Linked DNA regions of Mus musculus: region 1 is linked to region 2. Evidence: chromatin contacts called from public Hi-C data. All regions are on one chromosome and are shown on one strand. The core of a region is the stretch at or near the end of the contact, and the rest is flanking DNA. Distances in the headings are between cores, read along the strand shown.

Region 1 (2,700 bases), core at 81-2,580, 200 kb after region 2:
TGGAAGCAGCATAACGATAATGTTACCCCACTTTTTCCCTCTGTCCTTTTTTCTCTTCTATCTAGTGTTAGGGGGTTGAAAGGGCAAAAGAGGTGGAGAAGGGCAGAAGAATGAAGAATCCACAAGGTAGCCACAAGAATGGCCTTCCATGCTGTTTGGACAATAGACAGAAGAGGCATCAGTTGGACCTGCTGGGATGCAGCAGTAGATGTTTACCAATCCTGTAGAAAAATGCCACAGGAATTATGGGCCACTATGAAAGGATGGACTTACAAATCTCAGTGCCACATACAGCAGCTAGGGTGATGACCAGAATCAACATGCGTGAGCACTGATGATACACTGATGTATTGGGTTAGCTTGCTCAGAAGTAGACCCAAAGGTGGAGACTTATGCTTAGTGATTTATCAAAGAATAGCTCTCAGGGGAAGTGGATAGTATGGAGCAGAAGGACAGGAAAAGGAAGGAACTCAGCCAGAATGCCACCTCAGGTAAAGTCTTGGTGGCTGGCTCTGGCCTGACCCCAGAGAGGACTTGAGCTATGCTCCTGTATGCTAAATCACCACAGAGCCACTCATCTCCAAGGCAAGGAAGCTAGGCTGTCTCTGTATACTCTTTGGCATATTCTTTGGTATGGTCTGAACAAATTTCCTGATTTCATGTATTGGAAACTTAATGCACACGATCTTATGGTAAGGATAGTTACGATGTTTGCATTTGAGAGATCATGGAGCTGTGAGGGCTTAGCTCATTAATGGATTGGCTCAGGAGTGGCTTTGTTGAGGAAGCAGACTCTGCAGCAAGTGCTTATTCTGTTTTGCCTCATCCCCTTTTACCAAGTCACTACAGGGCAAGAAAAGTCTTCACCAGACAACATGAACGTTCTACCTTTGAAACAGTGAGCTAAGTAACTGTTCTTCATAAAGAACCCAACCTCTAGTATTGTGTTACGGTGATAGACAAGTCATTGGCTAAGGATTTTAGTAGGTAAGCATCATTACCACGAAGTTCTGCAGTTTGGCAAAGATGGTTCCAGTAGGTTGTGATTGCTAGAGATTGGAAACAAACAGTAGAACCCCAGAAGCTCATAAATAGAGGCGTCTGCCCACCACACTGACCTCATCTGCTGCAGCTGCCTTCGCAAGGGGCCAACTTTCACTTTGTTTGTCCTCACCCTCACAGGATCTCAGAATATTCAGGAAGTCCTGTTGCACCCCCTGGAGCTTCTGCAGCTAATCTAGCCTAGGATTCTCTCAGTGATGTACTTCTGTACACCGTGAAACTTTACGATAGGGCTAGGGTGACCTCCAGTGGTTGGTCTGGATCCAGCACACAGGGCTACATTTCCAAAGGAAACCAGGTACGGTTGTCATGGAAGCATCCAGACTAGTTACTCATGGAGCCTCCATTTCGTCTCTTCCCATCAAGGCATGATATTTAAATCTGCCTGACACCTGGCACAGATAAGAGGTATTAATATGCCTTTGCTGCAGACCTTAAAAATAAATTTGACAGATTTGAAAATCCGCATGTTAGGGGAAAGCGGATGGTTCTCTTTCAAACCCATCTTGCCTGTTTCCTTTTGATATGGAGCCCTGCAGAGTTTATAATTTGTTTGAGTTGGTTTAATTCATTTCTAGAAAGCAGCAATAACACCTTGCGCTCAGAGTGGTAGCTTGTCTGGAGAACAATTAACACGGCTCCTGGTGTCTTGGATGGCTCTGCGGGGTGGCTCCAAAAGACAACATTTGTCATTTGAGCCATAAAGCAGGGGTGGGAGGCTGAGATCTGAAGCCAGATGACCAGCTTTGTGACGGTCTGTAAGCGTGCTCATGACATTCTGCTGGAATATGGCTAGTGAAAACCATCCCTTTATTTTCTACTTCAGGGAACAACATAGTTCTTAACCAAAAGTTATTCTGACTCATTACGGCCAGTAGCATTTGGAAACTTTCAGGCGTGGCTGGAGGAGACTACTAACATTCAGGAGCAAGAGCCAGGGATGCTGCTAAACCTCTATGGTTGATGGTGCTAAAGACAGCACCCCATCAGTGGGTACTCTGAACCCCTGTGTGAGCAGCACCGAGTTGAAAGTAACCTACACTAAAAGGTGACATGAATAATCAGTTGGTGAATTTGGAAAGAATGACAAATACCAGGCAGGCCTAACCAATTATCCAGGTAGGTATGTTTTGTAAGTCCTTTTTTTTTTGTAACGAGTCATTAGGTAGAGCCAAAACATGAAAAATAGGATTCTGCAGATTCACTGTCGCACGCTTATCATATACACAGCTTGCAACCCAGACAGAACTGCCACCTGCCATCAGCAACATATGGAAGAGCACCCACGAACCCTTTTCTCTATTGTTCCCAACACCTCACCCCTTGCTGCTTTTCTCCTGGTTTGACATCTCTCCCAGAGCCATCTCTAACACATCAGCTCCACGGGGGCTCCGGGCTGGTGAAGTACTGACACATGATGGGGTCAAAAGGGTTCCTTGCATTTCTTCTGGAATCTATTTCCCATCTCCTCCAAGAGATAGCCTAATTGCCTTTCAAACAGCTATCATGCCCTCTTTGCTTTACGACTTCTTCCTGAAGATGATTACAATGTCTTCTTACTTTTCAAATAAAAATAGCACTTCCTTGCCCCTCTGTAATGTGTGCATTGTCGACTTCAATAACACCAGCTGTCTCTTC
Region 2 (2,700 bases), core at 14-2,513:
GGAGAGGGAAAAGGACAGGATCAAATGCATTGTACTTGTTTGTGAAATTCCCAAAACAAAACAAAAAACAACTTAATTATCTAGGCCAGAGAGATGGCTCAGCAGTTAAGAGCACTGACTACTCTTCCAGAGGTCCTGAGTTCAATCCCAGCAATCACATGGTTGCTCATAACCATCTATAATGGGATTCAATGTCCTCTTCTTGTGTGTCTAAAACAGCTACAGTTTACTCATATAAGTAAAATAAGTAAGTCTTTGCTGGGTGGTGGTGGCGGCGCACGCCTTTGATCCCAGCACTTGGGAAGCAGAGACAGGCAGATTTCTGAGTTTGAGGCCAGCCTGGTCTACAGAGTGAGTTCCAGGACAGCCAGGGCTACACAAAGACACCCTGTTCAGAAAAAAAAAAGGAAGTCTTTTTAAAAATTTAATCCTCGTGAAAAATTAAAGAAAGGTATAAAACTAAGGGAAGCCTGAGAAACTGTCCAAGGCCAAATATGGACAGATGCCAACTACAGAACGTGTGGATCCTAGACTGGATGGCAGACCAGGAAAGGTAAAGAAGTCAGTGAAACACAAATCAAGTCTATTTCATACTGGCAGGACTGTGCCAGTATGAATTTCTCAGCTTTTGATCACTGTACTATGTGAGATGCTAACATTAAGGGGAAGGTAGGTAAAGAGCTGAAGAGTGCATGATTAAAACTTAAGTCTAAAAATACTCAAACAAACTAAAACAAATACTTTTCTAAGAAAGAGACAAGAATATGCAATCCCATAAACTATGTTTCATTTAAGCACAGTATACATTGGACCTTAATAGATGGAAATTAAAGCTTGGAAGTAGCCATGCAAATTTCGCATAATAAATTTAATAAATAGCAAGGATGTGAAAGCTATAACCCTTACCCAGGCCCCTCTCCAGACCTCTTACACTCTTTCTGACACCCACAAAGAATGGAAAGAGACCCTTTCCTCCTCACAGACAGCAACATGATGATCTACCGAGGTGGAAGCCATGGCCTCCTGGTTCCTTACAGGCATTCACACTGAGGAAAAATGTACATAGGGCAGGAGGGGGCTGACATTAATGCGACAAACACATACTGGGGGTCCGAGTCTGCCTGTACATTCTGAAAGCCTAGAGGAAATGCAAACAAGACCCATATGGACCCATGAAGGAGGAACAGGCATCAATAATACATCCCACATGGGCACAAACATAGAATGTCAGAAGACAGAAACTACTACAAAGCCAGAAATCCTGTGTGATGTGTCATGTGATAGAACAGCTTCCTGGAGGAAGTGGCATTGAGTCAGGATTCCACTCTGATCCTCAGTTTTCTAAGTCTGAGCTAATGACAGAATTGTTGTTAAGGAATATATAAAATACTGATGGTGTAGGATTTAGAATCCCTAGCAAATCAATGAGGGAACAGAAATAGTCTACTCTGAAGACCATTACAAAGCTTCTCAAAGTATTCTAAATTCCACATGCCTCACTAAAATGGACTCCAAGTGTCTAAGAATAGATTGCTGATCATAGAAATATACTTCACTTCCACTGGGCAACAACAATAAATAATAAATGTACTTACTGATGGAAGACACAAAGGCTCACAAACACAAGTGGCTCAGGCCAAAACCAGCAAGCGAGTGAAGGGAAGTCTGACGCCTTGCTGGCCTGTCATGAATAGGTGGCAGAATCCTAGCCATGATTGACTACGCAGGATGGGTTCTTCTCCTGCCTACTTTTACATCACTTGAGCTTGACAGAGGCATCAAAGGCAGGAATGAGCCCAAGTCCCAGTGGCCAGTAAGAGCTGGATCGCTCTTACACAGCACTGTCACACCTTCCCTCAGGTGCAGGGGGAGGGAGAATTAACATGTTCTCTTTCTTAAGTGTCAGGGAGGCTGTGTCTCTGTACAAGAAGCTGAAAATCAGTAAACAGCTTCTGAACTAACTTGGAAAAACTAATAAAATAATGGTGTCTAACATAAGCCAACCTCGGAGCCAACCAACTTCTTTACATCAAGCGACTGCAGGTCTCTAAATTACCCCTCACTCTTTCTCTGACAGAAAGACACGCGCATGCTGACTCTTACTGGTAAGTACTTAAATACGTGCTTTCTCTCTCTCTCTCTCTCTCTCTCTCTCTCTCTCTCTCTCACACACACACACACACACACACACACATACACACAGAGCCTGTTTGCAGTGAAGTGTAACCCCAAGTATGTTTAGGAAATAGTCTAGGCTTTCAAAGAACATTTTAAAAATACTACCACTCAGTACATGTTAGAAGAGTATGCTAGTTCTGAAATATCTTATTTCACATCATTGCTATTTCCCTCAGATTACTTGTCAAGCTCCTAAGGCAAAGCACACAGGTTCAAGTGCTCCCAACAGTCAGCAAGGGCAGCACCATTGCCACGGAGGCCCGGGGGAAGCATCCTGACCCCCATGCACCACCTGAGACACTGCTTTCTCTCTCAGCAGGTCCTCATCCATTCCCTCTTTTGCCCCTTTATCCTTCTTCATGTGACTGTTCCCACAGATCCCACACGGATCTCCCCCTCCCCCTCCCAAGACAAATGCCTCTGCTCTGCCACACTTGAGCCCTCCACTATGCCCTGGTGAGGCACAGCAGAGGAGGAGGAAGAGGAGGAGGAGGAGGAGGAGGAAGAGGAGGAGGAGGAGGA

The links. Hi-C and Micro-C count contacts between places; a contact is called where the count stands out from the background.
Region 1: a contact with region 2 is called in a Hi-C map of bone marrow-derived macrophages, with 20 read pairs. The contact joins two enhancer-like sites. A contact is called at or near these places in 1 of 39 promoter capture datasets (maxillary cranial neural crest), 4 of 484 Hi-C or Micro-C datasets (bone marrow-derived macrophages, cerebral cortex and embryonic stem cells) and 2 of 115 datasets of contacts at active chromatin or transcription factors (embryonic stem cells and microglia).

What each region holds. Positions count from the first base shown.
Region 1 is chr2:143,092,636-143,095,335 of GRCm38.p6, forward strand. No RefSeq gene overlaps it. Among named protein-coding and RNA genes, the nearest start is that of Otor, 16 kb to the left of the region's middle. Within about 2 kb of position 1,331, at least 14 of the 459 cell types and tissues checked have an H3K27ac peak or open chromatin away from gene starts, as enhancers often do. A contact at or near this core is called in bone marrow-derived macrophages, where this site is marked.
Region 2 is chr2:142,888,653-142,891,352 of GRCm38.p6, forward strand. The region is part of intron 1 of Kif16b (kinesin family member 16B); the gene reads right to left. Among named protein-coding and RNA genes, the nearest start is that of Kif16b, 11 kb to the right of the region's middle. Within about 2 kb of position 1,264, at least 6 of the 459 cell types and tissues checked have an H3K27ac peak or open chromatin away from gene starts, as enhancers often do. A contact at or near this core is called in bone marrow-derived macrophages, where this site is marked.